Regions from separate parts of the Oryctolagus cuniculus genome. Here region 2 is linked to region 1. Evidence: chromatin contacts called from public Micro-C data. All regions are on one chromosome and are shown on one strand. Each heading gives the region's core, a stretch centred on a gene start, on an enhancer-like site or on the middle of the called end of the contact. The rest is flanking DNA. Distances are from core to core; before and after follow the strand shown. Region 1 overlaps HSD17B4 (hydroxysteroid 17-beta dehydrogenase 4). Region 2 holds the start of PRR16 (proline rich 16).

What was found. A called contact is a pair of places that touch in the nucleus more often than the background predicts.
Region 2: a contact with region 1 is called in a Micro-C map of ear pinna, with 6 times the contacts expected there. The contact joins the promoter of PRR16 here to the enhancer-like site in region 1. A contact is called at or near these places in 3 of 6 Hi-C or Micro-C datasets (ear pinna, skin fibroblasts and an unstated tissue).

What each region holds. Positions count from the first base shown.
Region 1 is chr6:9,360,358-9,367,194 of mOryCun1.1, forward strand. HSD17B4 (hydroxysteroid 17-beta dehydrogenase 4) reads left to right here. Exons shown (of 24, transcript XM_008254935.4): 7 at 859-943; 8 at 2,434-2,621. Among named protein-coding and RNA genes, the nearest start is that of HSD17B4, 24 kb to the left of the region's middle. Within about 2 kb of position 2,059, at least 2 of the 8 cell types and tissues checked have an H3K27ac peak or open chromatin away from gene starts, as enhancers often do. A contact at or near this core is called in ear pinna, where this site is marked.
Region 2 is chr6:10,332,296-10,339,317 of mOryCun1.1, forward strand. It overlaps PRR16 (proline rich 16), which reads left to right and starts at 1,481. Exons shown (of 3, transcript XM_051843344.2): 1 at 1,481-1,876.

The sequences.
Region 1 (6,837 bases), core at 809-3,308:
GACTTAGAATCAGACGAAGGAGAGCTCTTAGTTTCCACTTCGTTTGTAATGACTTGAATAAATAAAGAAGCAAGGAAAGATGCTGGCAAAGGCGGCCTGTGTCGCTATTTCCTGGAGCTGTGGTGGGACCGGGGGGTTTCTTTCTTGACTTTGTCCTGCTGAGTCAACCACTCCTGAGTGCCCTGTTCTGTTTTCAGTGTTTGTTTTCATTGCTACTTTCTTCTTCTATGATAAACATAAAAATATTTGTTAGAACTCCAGAGTGAAACAGAAATAAGTAAGAATGGTTAGAACAACAATAAAAACCTTGACAGTTAAATAAAAATAGATCCTGAGATGTCTGTCTGAACAGGGTTCCCTCGTGGTCTGTATTGAAACCCTGAAAGCAGGTGCTCTTCTACCTCCCAAACTCATTTGCAAACCTTAGTAAAAATAGGAATGGAGTATTTTATAAATATTTGTTGGTGACGAGCGGTGTCACTTATGATTATGCTTTGGCTGATGTTAGATTTGAGTGCCAATTATATATGTGACATTCTTGGATATTGTTGGTACCAAGTTTTTATGTAAAATAAGCATAAATCAGACATGGTATTGTACTGAGATGTAAATAAGGATCACCATAATTTTATAAATTACAGGGAAACTTGTGTTAAGTATGGATATGAACTGTTGACTGGTAACGCCTAATTGTAACAAAAGCGAAAATAGTTACTCAGAAAGGAATGAGACAATCGGCGATTTTGAATGCTGGGTATGAAATGAGCATGTTTATATTAGGAAAGCATGGGTTAAGTTGATTTTTAGACACGTGTAACTTTTGACAAGACGTGTATTAAGGCTCACTTCTCGCTTCAGATATAATCCATCGAGTTCATCTGCGGGGCTCCTTCCAGGTGACTCGGGCCGCGTGGGACCACATGAAGAAGCAGCGCTACGGAAGGTGCGGTTGCATGTTGCGTCGGGCGCTGTGGAGGATGGTGTGTGTGCTCGCTGCAGCGAGGGGTTGTACAAAGTGAGGGAGGGATTGCTTGCATTGAGGAGAACATGAGATATTTACAGGCTTTTAAAATGTTGTTTTGGTATGTGTGCTTTTCAGTAAGTTGGTGCCATTTAGTCACAGATGAGCTCAGTAGCCTTGTATTTCTTCTCATCCCCTACTTTTCATTCTTAATGATTTCCTGCTGTTCTCTAGCATTTAGAAGGTCGTGCATGGCCGGCGCCGCGGCTCACTAGGCTAATCCTCCGCCTAGCGGCGCCGGCACACCGGGTTCTAGTCCCGGTTGGGGCGCCGGATTCTGTCCCGGTTGCCCCTCTTCCAGGCCAGCCCTCTGCTGTGGCCAGGGAGTGCAGTGGAGGATGGCCCAGGTGCTTGGGCCCTGCACCCCATGGGAGACCAGGAAAAGCACCTGGCTCCTGGCTCCTGCCATCGGATCAGCGCGGTGTGCCGGCCGCAGTGCGCTGGCCGCGGCGGCCATTGGAGGGTGAACCAACGGCAAGGGAAGACCTTTCTCTCTCTGTCTCTCTCTCTCTCACTGTCTACTCTGCCTGTCAAAAAATAAAAAAAAATAAAAAAAAAAAATAAATAAAAAAATAAAAAATAAAAATAAAAAAAATAAAAAAAGAAGGTCGTGCAGCCACTGAGGATTCAGCTGTGGGTGATTCTGTAACCAAAATGTCCTTTTGTGTGTCTAGTGATCAGTTGGGAGTGGCTGTTTCTTGCTGGTTGGTAATGGCCAGGCAGGAGTTAGTCTTTGTCAACAGCCACAGAGCTGTAGGGCTTCTCGCGAGTGCTCCTGTCAGTAACTCAGGTGTGGCTGTGCTAGGGCACTTACTCCATGCGGTCTGTTGCATGGGGGTGCCGGTCATCCCTGTTAATTGAGGGTTCACATACCCGCTCTAGAATCACATTGTTTGTGCTGCTGTTCTCAGTAGAGATTTAGAGCTTGTCCTCACTCCGGCACTTCTTGAGAATAAGTGAGATGATTTATTTTCCTTGGTCTGAGTCGAGTGAGCGAGGTTGGGTCAGGCTGAGCTGGCATTGTTTTGATGAGTCACTCAGTATGATTCAGACAGAGTGGGGTGGAAGGGCGAAGCGTGAAGAGCTGGGAACGCCTGCTCTCATGTTTCATGCAGAAAGTTCAACTTACATATTGCTGGTTCGTTTTGTGTCTTTAAATGTTGCTGTTGTTGATAGATAATGAATATACCTTATTATACTTAAATTCATTTGGTTCTGATGGAAGATTCTTTTCAAAACCGTTGAATCTTGTTGAATTTGCAGAGATTACTTTTATATTCATCATGACCATGAGAAGCTAGTGACAGTACCCAGAGTTGATTTTGAGGATCTCATACTGCGGACTGGGGCGAGAGTTGCAGCGTTGTCAGAGAGTGGGAAAGTTGACCTCGAGAGACTGATTTTCATTTCAGGATCATTATGACTTCATCCGCCTCAGGAATTTACGGCAACTTTGGCCAGGCAAATTACAGCGCTGCCAAGCTGGGCACTCTGGGCCTGGCAAATACGCTTGCCATCGAAGGCAGGAAGAGCAACATTCACTGTAACACGATCGCCCCGAACGCCGGATCGCGGATGACCCAGACGGTCATGCCTGAAGGTAGGCAAGCGTACGCGTTTCTACGCGGTGACCCACGTGGCTGCAGGGGGTGGCCTTTGCAAAAGCAGTGGGTTTTCTGAGTACGTACAAAGAAAAGAAATTATTTGGTTTGTTACTTCAAGAACATTCTGTGTAACCTGTGTTATTGTGGTAAATTACAAAAAGCACAAATGAGAAAAAGACCCATTTTACCACACTGAAGTAAGCTCTTGTTTTTTCGTCTACATACAAACATGCACACGCGCGCACACACACACACATTTGAAAGTATAGAATAATAACAGTATTATTGTTTATAATGATTACCATTTTGGCCAGCGCCACGGCTCACTTAGCTAAACCTCTGCCTGTGGCACCAGCATACCGGGTTCTAGTCCCAGTTGGGGCGCCGGATTCTGTCCTGGTTGCTCCTCTTCCAGTCCAGCTCTCTGCTGTGGCCCGGGAAGGCAGTGGAGGATGGCCCAAGTGCTTGGGCCCTGCATCCGCATGGGAGACCAGGAGAAGCACCTGGCTCCTAGTTTTGGAACGGCGCAGCGCACCGGCTGTAGTGGCCATTTTGGGGGTTAACCAATGGAAGGAAGACCTTTCTGTCTGTCTCTCTCCCTCTCACTGTCTAACTCTGCCTGTCCAAAAAAAAAAATTACCATTTTGAAAATAGACTCTGTAGAGTAGTTAGATGTACAGAAAAACTGGGCAGATAATGCAGAGTTCCCATACACCGCCACCCTCCACTCAGTTTCCGCTGTTCTTTTTTTTTTTTTTTTTTTTTTTGACAGGCAGAGTGGAGGACAGTGAGAGAGACAGAGACAAAGGTCTTCCTTTGCCGTTGGTTCACCCTCCAATGGCCGCTGCGGCTGGCGCATTGCGCTGATCCGAAGGCAGGAGCCAGGTGCTTCTCCTGGTCTCCCATGGGGTGCAGGGCCCAAGCACTTGGGCCATCCTCCACTGCCCTCCTGGGCCACAGCAGAGGGCTGGCCTGGAAGAGGGGCAACCGGGACAGAATCCGGCGCCCCGACTGGGACTAGAACCCGGTGTGCCGGCGCTGCAAGGCGGAGGATTAGCCTAGTGAGACACGGCGCCGGCCAGTTTCCGCTGTTCTTAACATCTTGCTGGGGTTTGGTGTATTTCTTTTTTTTTTTTGACAGGCAGAGTGGACAGTGAGAGAGAGAGACAGAGAGAAAGGTCTTCCTTTGCCATTGGTTCACCCTCCAATGGCCGCCGCGGCCGGCGCGCTGCGGCCGGCGCACCGCACTGATCCGATGGCAGGAGCCAGGTACTTTTCCTGGTCTCCCATGGGTGCAGGGCCCAAGCACCTGGGCCATCCTCCACTGCACTCCCTGGCCACAGCAGAGAGCTGGCCTGGAAGAGGGGCAACCGGGACAGAATCCGGTGCCCCGACCGGGACTAGAACCTGGTGTGCCGGCGCCGCTAGGCGGAGGATTAGCCTAGTGAGCCGCGGCGTTGGCGGTGTATTTCTTAGACTGATGAACTGGTGTTGATCCATTCTTGTTAGCCGAAGTTTGTAGTTCATGCTTGGATTCACATTTGTATTGTGCAGTTGTGTGGCCTTTCACAAATGCACAGAAATTTCTGTTTGTGGAGAGCTTCATTATCCTCTGGGTCTCACTTGTTTCTCTCCCCTGTTCCTCTGGAGTGCCTGGGGAGGTTGGAGCGGTTTCTTGTGGTGTTCAGGAAGTCCTATGGTATGGATGTGCCACAGTTTGTTTATTGAGGAGAATCTTGATAGCTTCCAGTTTTGGGCAGTTCTGAATGAAGCTACTGTAGACGTTCATGTGCAGGCTTTCGTGTGAACATTAGGTTTTCAACTCGTTTGAGAAGGGGTTGCTGGATGGTGTGCTAAGACTTGGTGTAGCTTTCTAAGAAACTGCCAGACTCTTCCAAAGTTGGCTGCACCATTTTGCATTCCCTTGAGCGAAGCACGCGGATTCCTGTTGCGCCTCGGCTTTGGCTGCATTTGTCGTCAATGTTTGGGCGTCATTCTGGTCGGTGTGTAGTGATACCTCTTGGTTGCTTTAGTTTGCAGTTCCCGAATGATGTGGTATTAAGCATTTCCCCATGTTTGTTTGCCTTTTATCTTTGGCAAAAATGTCTCTTTAGATCTTGGGGCTGTTTTTGGCTGGTTTTTTTTTATTGTCTAGAGTTCTTTGTGTATTTCTTAAGCTAGTCTTTTATCAGGTGCTTGTTTTGCAAGTACTTTTCGCCCAGCCTGTGGCTTGCCTTCCTGTTCTCTTCATGGCCTTTGCTTTAGAAGGATAAAATCACTGGGTACAGAATTCTAGGGCGGTGGCTTTTCTCCCTGACCCTTTGCAGAGATGGGTTCGCTTCCCTGTCCTCTGTTACGCGGCTCTGAAGTGGAGTCTGGTGCAGCTCCTGTGCTTGCTCCTCTGTAGCTGAGGTTTTTATCCCTCCGCTTCTCCCGAGATTGTCTCCTTGTCGCAGCTTTTTCTGCACCTTGGATATGGCACACATAGGTGGAGATGATTGCTTGGTGACCTCTGAGTTTCCTACATCTGTGGTCTTGTTAATTTTGGATAACTCTCAGCCATCATCACTTTAGATATTGCTTCTGCTTTTCTTCTCTGGAATTCCCATTGTACACCTGTTAGGTCGTTTATTATAGCCCACAGGTCCTGGACACTCTGTTCATTTTCCTCCCTGCATTTCAGTTCAGGGATTTTGCTTTCAACGTGTCTTCAGACTGTCTTTGATCATGTTTCTTATTGCGGTTTTGATTTCTAGTGTTGGTTTTTGATTCTTTCTCTTTCCGTCTCTCTTCTCAGAGTGCCCATTCTGTTCTTATGTGTGGTCCAGTTTTTCCATCGTAGTTATTCAGGTTCTCTGTCTGCTGATTGGCAGATTTCTGCCATGTTTGGATCTGGTTCTGAGGGTTCCTTTGTCTCTCTAACCTTTTAGCATGTCTTTTAGCATGCCTTGTGTTTCTTTGTGGAAAGCTGAACGTTATATAATGTGTTGTAGGAAATGAGATAAATAGACTTTTAATATGAAGTTTTATGCTTATAGTGCTGGTTCTGTTATTTTTTAATCCTCATAGCATTGTTATGTACTGTGTTTTTGTTTGGGGAATTGCTTTTTTTTTTTCCTATGCAATCTCATGTCTACTGTGTTGCCATAATTCATTTTCACTGCCGTAAAATAGCCTGTTTGTGAATTTACTTAATCCTTGCTAATGAATGTCTGGATTTGTTTTTAGCTTACTTTTCTGAAAAGTGTTACCATTCTATTCTAGACACGACTGATCTTAAACCCACTGGTTCACTCCCCAGATGCCCACAACAGCTGGGGCTGAACCAGGCCAAAGCCAGGGGCCTGGAACGGATCGTTTTCCTGGAGCTGTGGTAGTGATGGAGAGGGAGCACCATGCTTGAGCAGTACTTCCTTTCCCTCAGGATGTGCGTTAGCAGGAAGCTGGAATGGCGAGCAGAGCTGGGGCTGGAACTCAAGCGCTCCTTTATGGGGTGTGGGCATTCCAAGCAGCATCTGGACGGCCACACCAAATGCCTGCCCCCAGTGTTGCCTTTCTGGTAATGTGTCCTGGGTCACGGGAACAGGGTTTTTTCTAGAATGTGTGCTTAGAAGTAAAACTGCTGGAGCTGGCACTGTGGCATAGCGGGTAAAACTGGTTCCTGCAGTGCCGGCATCCCATATGTGTGCCAGTTTGAGTCCTTGCTGCTCCACTTCCGATCCAGCGCTCTGCTATGGCCTAGAAAAGCAGCAGGGGAGGGCCCAAGTCCTTTGGCCCCTGCACCCATGTTGGAGAGCCAGAAGAAGCTCCTGGCTTCCGGCTTCATATCAGTCTAGCTCCTGCCATTGCAGCCATCTTGGGAGTGAACCAGTGGATGGAAGACCTCTCTTCCTGTCTATCTGCCTCTGCCTCTCTCTAACCCTGCCTGTTAAATTAAAAAAAAAAAAATTAAATTGCTGAGTCACACAGCATGAAATAGTAGGCTTAAGATAATGCTAAATTATTTTCAATTTAGTTAAACCAAGTTAACATCCAGCAGTGATTACACAGTTTTCACTCCTCAAAATTCCTTAGTACCAGTCCTTATATATTCTCTTTTATTTATCTTGAAATGTATAGAAATGTATATATTTCACCTTGGTTCTTTTATTTTTTTTAAAGATTTATTTATTTATTTGAAAGTCAGAGTTACACAGAAAGAGAGAGGCAGAG
Region 2 (7,022 bases), core at 231-2,730, 970 kb after region 1:
AAGTACTTTCTCTTTTTTTTTCTTGCTGGCTGCTGAGCCCTCTGACCACTTATCCTTCTTTAGCTGTGAGACACGAGTGTCACGAGTGATCAGGATTTCGTGCCGTGATTAAGATAAAGCTCTAGAGATGCAAAGGGGCTGGGCCATCTATTCCCCTGCCCTGGGAGATCTCAAGCCTACGACTTACTTAGCCTTTCTGACCCTTTCTTCTCTTTTCGCCTTCTCTTCACCCTACTTTTTAACTTCTTCCAGCAGCAGCTACTTTCCACCTTTCCTCTTCGTCCTCTGCTTTTTCAGGGCTGTGCCGTATTCCTTGTGACCCACCTCTTGTTTTATCCCCCCCCCCCACTGTTGCCTTTCTTCTTGTATATTCCAAATGCAATTCCCAAAGGGTCTGTCAGGAATCACACAGTAGAAAGTGCTTGGCGGCTAGAAAATTGAGTAACTGGGGAGAGAGAGGGAAGCTTGGTGAGCCTCATGGGGTGTCAGAGACAAGAAGCGCCCCGGCCGCCAAGGCGCCCAGGCTCTTAGCAGCCGGCAGCGCCAGGAGCCAGGAGCGCACGGGCTTGCCATGAAGCCAATCAGCAGGACCTGGCGGGTTCCCTTGAACTCTGCTCCCTGGGTCTTTCTGGACCGAGCGCTCTGGAGTTTCCTGTTTGTTTTGGGAGCCCGAGACTTGACAGCCAGGCCAAAGCGGCGTGGGAGGAAAGTTACCGGCAGCCTTCTGGTTAGCGCCCTCCGGAGGAGCTCGGTGCGGGCTCTGTGTCGCCTCCACGCCACGCGGGGGGCACGGAGGGAGGAAAGCCGGTCACACACGCAACACCACCACCAACCACACACCCAGGCCAGAGGAGCTGGCACTGGCGAGCACGCAGCCAAGATGACTCAGACTGGCTCTGGGGGTTCTGGCGTGGGGACTTGGGGCGCGAACGCGGTGTCATCCGCGGTGCGAACGCGTCTGCTCGGTCCTCGCTCGAGAACGCGGGTTAGAGCCTGGCTCCAGGCCGCGGCGCTGGTCTCTACCTTCCCCCCATCCCCCGGCCCGCTCGATGTCTGCGGAACTCGCTGGTTGTGGGAGAAACGCGGGAGGTCTCCGGACGCTGTGTGGTCCCGGACAAGCAATTAGGGTCACTTCCCTCCAACTCCAAATCTCCCGGTGCCTCTCCCCAAACTGATCCGGGTCTCCGCCCGCGGGCGGGGCCGGAGGAACGCGGGCCAGGTGTGAGCCGGCGCCCCGAAGCCCCGGTGCGGTGCAGGGGGCGTTCCAAGACCAGCACTGGGGCGGGCGAGGGCGCGGGCAGCTCGGGGACTCGCGGCCCCGAACCCCGACGCCCAGCGCGGCGCAGAGGGCCCGAGGGCGCGCCGGGGCGCTGCCGCTGCCACCGCCGCTGCCACGCTGCGCGGCGGCCCGGCGCGCCCCTCTGCGGGCGGGGAGCGAGCGTGTGCGCGGCGCGGGCGGCGGGCGGCGGGCGGAGGCGCAGGCGCGCTGCTCGCCCGTCTGCGGCCCCGCGCCGAGCGCCGCGGCTCGCGAGTCGATGGCAGCATCGCGGTGCGGCCGCGCGGCCGAGCGCCGAGCGCCGCCGCCCGCCGCCGCCCGGGGAGCGCCCAGGATGTGGGGGGACCGGAGCGGCCGCGGCCGGAGCAGCGCCAGCGACGAGGGCGCGCAGCAGCGTCCGCTCGCCCGCCTGTGCTGACCTGCCTCTCGCGCCCCCAGAGAATGTCAGCCAAGTCCAAGGGGACCCCCGCCTCGTCCTCTCCAGCCGAGGGGCCGCCGGCAGCCTCCACGACCAAGGTGAAGGAGCAGATCAAGATTATCGTGGAGGATCTGGAATTAGTCCTGGGGGACCTGAAGGACGTGGCCAAAGAACTTAAGGAGGTGAGGGGCGCGGGCTGGGCTGGGCTGGGGGCCGGGCGCGCCTCGCCGCGGGGGTCCCGGGTCTCTCCAGGCTGGGGAGCGCAATGTTTGCAAACTCTGGGGAACCGCGGAGACGCCTGCACGCGGACTTTTCTTTGCTCGGGGGCCTCTTGAAAGAGTTGTTCTTGCACTTAAAAAAAAAAAAAATCAGGGCGAAATCAACTAGTGTTTCCTCGACGGGGCCGGCGGCGGGGGGCGTGTGTCAGCCGAGCCGTGCGCAGCCGGCGGGCGTGCGCGGCGCTCTCCTGCCCTGCGCTGCCCGGGACTCCCGGCCAGGGCGCTCTGCCTGGCAGCTCCCGAGCCGCAGCTGGGGGAAGCCGGGTTCCGGGCCGTGGGCCAGGGCAGCGAGGGGACGCCCGCCCCCGCTCCCTGCGGGCGCCCAGAGCCCCGCGGGGCCGAGGGCTACCGGGGCCGCTGCGGGAGGAGCTTGGCCCTGGGGACGTGGAGGGGCTTTGGGACTTTTCTCACTTTTGCGGTTCCCACAGCATCCCCTGCGCCCCTCGGAGTGCTGCGCGCCGACACTCTGGGCCTCCCCGCCTCGCCCCGTCCTGTCGCTACTTGGCGGGGACCCCGGGCGGCAGGGCTCGCGTGCAGGGCGCACGCGCTGGGGTCTCGGCACAGCGTCCCGGCGCTCCGGGACCAGCTTCGTGTCCCCGTCCCCCATCCCACCTCGGCCTCCCTCCCTCGGCCAGGCCCAGCGATCCCGAGGGAGAGAAGCCGAGACTGTGCCGGGGCTGCGGCTGCGTAACTCGGGCGGCGGGGCGGGGCAGGGGCGGCCAGGAGGGGTGGGGTCTCCCGCGGGCCCGGGGAGGGAGCCCGCGGCCGGGCGCCGCAGGAGCCGGAGCTGAACTTCCCAGGCGGGGGTGGCAGCGAGGTGTGGGGCGTGCGTCGTCCAGGGCCGGGATTGCCCGGCTTCTGAAGCCATAGGAGGGGGTGGGTGGGGTGGGGTGGGGGGTTCCTGGGGTCTCCTGCGGTGTCGAGTGAGGCGAGAGTCCATCAGTCCACCTCCACCTCTCCCCGTCACCGCTTGGAACTGAACTCCAAATCTGTCACCAAACTGAGGTCTGTAAAAAGAAAGAAGAAAATAAAAAACCCGGCCCGGTGGTCGCCGGGGTTCTCCGGTGGCAGCTGTCGCCCCTGTAGGGTGCCCTGCAGACCGGAGTCGGGCAGCGGCAGGTGGGGGGACGCGGAGACCTCCGGGTTGTGCGCGCTGCCGCCGGGCTTCTGGGGATGGCCGCCCTACAAGTGGCTGGCGGATGCAGGGGCTCCGCGTGGAAGCCGGGTCCGGAGACGCTGCTCCCGTCTGTGTTGTCCCTTAGTCTGACGTGCCTGGCAGGCTGTGTTTTCATCTGAGGCATTATGACGTTAAAAAAAAAAAAAAAGGGCACGTTCCTTTTGGCACGAGTGCGCCTGGTAGCTGGGTTCCCGAGGCGAGGCGAGGCGCGTGGGGAGCTTAGGGAGGTGGGGCGACTACCCCAGCTGGGCTGGGCTGAGGGTGGTCACCATGTGGCCTCCGCGGGCCCTGCTTGCTCGCGCGATGACGGGCGCATCAGTCCAGCCGGAGCCCTGCACGCCTGGTGCTGGTTCTGCCAGGCTTTGGAGACCCACGCAGACCTGGAGGGAAGGTGCTCACTCTTCAGTTCTTGGTCGGAATCACAGAGTTAGAAATCAGGGAGGCTGCTGATCTGTCAACCTGTGTTTTCTCTTACTTGAGGATGTCTTTAGGGGGATGGGAAAAAAAACCCAGGTAGTTCATCAAAGAATTTAAAAAAAAAAAAGCATAGTTGATGTGTGTGCGACCAAGCAGATGCAGGGACTGACTGAGGGGGGGATTCGGCTTGATGCTTTAGAAGCTGTGAGCGTGCGCTAGGAGCTGTGTGGGTACAGATCTCAGCTGATAGTGGAGTGGGTGAGTGATAAGGGACCTGACGTTGGTGACTTCTGTAGGTTTGAACATGGGAGCAGACGCAGCATGGCTGGGTCTGAAAACAGTGACTGTTTCTGTAATGTGAGTTGAAGTTATTTTGAGAACAAAATATTTATAGGGCATGTTTAACCCTTGCCCTGTTGCAGTTGTCCTGCGTTTATCTTTTTAGTGTAATACTGCATATGTGACTGGGACAAGACTTTGATAGTTTCGAATAAAGGAATAGCTTAAAACTTTGCAGATAACAAAGCTTATTGGTTTCTGTAGGTATGGCTTAGAAATGCAAATGCTGCTAGCTGTGGGATTCAATATTCTGGCGATTTATAATTACATACATGTGTATTTAGACTTCTCATACCTTTATTGGCAATGTATGTAATCTATGTACCATAGATTAGCAGTGAGCTTTTAGTAATATGGAACATACTCGCTGCCATTTTTTGTTGTGTTTCATTCTAATTAAGATGCAGCTTTCTCTCTCTCTCTTTTTGAATGTCCTATCCTTTATCTTTGTATAAACTGTACCAACATTTGACATTTATTTGAAATTGTTTTTGTTTTTAGAAATTTTCTGGACTTTAGCCATGACTAATTCAGGTAGCACGGTGGATCCAAATAAGCTAGTAGAACTGCCTGAAACACTTCAATAATTAGTAACAAAACTCCAGTCTGTCCAGCAAAAAGAGCTGCTATTATGGATATCATTTGTGGTTGAGTATATTAACTTAATTGGTTATAATTAGAACATGCATTGGAGGAAGGGAAACCGGATTTCTAGAAAGACTAAGAGCAGTTTTATTATACGCTGAGACCTCACATAACTTCAGTTTTCAGAAATAATGAGTCATTTTCCCTTCTATGCTATAATGGAAAAGCCTTAAATGTAATTCAGGCTATTTATTCAGCACCTGCCGTGTTCCAAGTCCTCTACCATCTTTTCATTGTACAAAGATGAGTTGAGTAAGTATATCTTCTGGTCTCAGTGAGCTCAAAAGTTTATTTGGGGATGCATTTATTTTGTCATTCAATGTAAGTGATATAAAGGCATTACCTTGTTCAGTGGCCACTCTCAATATTGAACTGGGGAAGGAAAGAAAATAGAACTGAGAATGAGTATATGTTGATTTAGAAGCCAGTAATGGCTATGTGCTTAATAGAATTGTAAGACTTTAGTAAAGACTTAAAAAGATGATAAAATAGGAGTTTTTAAAAATTTTTTATTTAAAGTATAGAAGTTTCATGTATTTCATATATACAGATTTGAGAACATTGTGTTACTTCCTCCCTATCCTCCCTCCTGCCCGTGCCCCATCCCTTCTTCCTCCTGCCTCTCATATTCTCACTCGTAATTTTTACAAAGACCTATTTTCAGAAAAGTGGATAAAGAAACTGTGGTATATATACGCTATGGAGTACTACTCAGCTGTAGAAAAAATGAAATGCTTTCTTTTGCAACAAAATGTACACAACTGGAATCATTATACCTCACATAACCATTATATGTTCACAGAACCGTTAAGCATTCACCTAAGTGAAAAAGACGGATATCATAAGGTTTCCCTGATCTGGAGTAACCAGTAGACTACCTAAGCTTATGAGTACAATGATAGGAGTTTTAAGAGTTTATTCAGGTTGTCAAATCATGGACTGATGCCAAATATAATAGATAAAATACTCAAGTATTACTACTAAATATTGGAGATTTCCATTAAGGGAGAATCTAAAAGAAGAGTTTAAATCTTTGTGTAATGTGGGTAGGATTTGAAAAGGGAGATAGGAGAAGTTAAAATGCAAGATTGATACCCATTGGTTTTTTCCTGCATATTGAAAAAATGAAAAATATAGTGATGGAACTCTAGAGCTTTGGAATAACATGAACCATACTGGTATAGCAGGTGTGGATGTTAGTTTTTCACTAGGAAATGTAGAAATAAAGCTATTGCTTTTTCAAAATAGTTCTCAAGTAATGTGACATATTTGGGTAGCAGTTTCTCTGTCCTTTTTTGAAGATCTCACTGATAAGTTGTTTTGTATCAGATGTTGGTGTTAACATTCAATCACAGATCTTGTTAGAGATACTGGAATCTCTAATAAACAGACTTTTTTTTCTGGAAACAAAATTCATTGGTGCTATAGCTGGATTCTCTTTTAGTTTATATTGTTTATGACCTTGTTCTTTTCTTGTAGCATTCTGCTTTTTGATTTTGCCTCAGAAGACTGCTGTATGAGTTGAATTACATGTCAGGGATCTTTAGACCGTTCATGGAAAGTGTGTATTATGAAGAAAGTATGCAAAAGAAACACTTTTTGCACCAAAATAAGATAGTATTAACTCATCCCAGCATGTCTAAACTGAGTGAAGTTTGAGACACTAGGAAAGCTAAGAACATCAGTTCATAAAGAATCACCATGAAGTCCGCTGAAACTGCTGCAGAAGCAAACGTCAGATCCGTAGTGAAGCCTGGGTGGAAGAATGGAAATCCCTGATTCTTCATGAAAAGCTTTGAAGGATAGTGCTCCAGGGACATCAGCAGTTTACAGATGGATAGCTCATTTCAAGGAGGTACAAGAGCGTATTGAAGATAAGACCTGCAGGGCAGGCCTTGAACATCAGTATGTAAAGGAAAAAGAAGCTGTTCGTGGCCTAATTGAAGGGACCCATTGGCTAACACCAGCAACAACAGGCAGAACTCTAAATGTTAAAATTGGTTCAGCTTACAGAACTCTGGAAAATTAAAGTGGAGCTAACTTCCTGCTTGGTAGGTGCCTAAGCCTTTGGGCCCAGATGAGCCACAGACAGTATCAGAGCTGTCGGTGGAATTTTTAAACAGCTGTGATCAAGACCGTCCGCGTTTCTCTGAAAACTCTGGACAAGAGACAAATCATGGCTTATCCAAGATGATTGTGAAGACAAAGCTCAGCCAAGGCAATGGCTCACGAGAAGTGGGAGTGGTCTAGTCAGAGCAGAAGGGGCGGACCAGTCAAGCGCAGAGGTCAGGCAGGAGGTTCTTGGGATGCTCAAGCCATTTTGCTTGCTGAGTGTCTGCACGAGACATCTGCTTATTATGAGAAAGTCAGCCGAAGAGTTACCATACAATTGCTCAGGAGAGCCTCACCTGGGTCGTGCTCTGCTGTGACACTTCTCCTGCTCATTCTCATTGAACAAGGGCCACGCAGCAG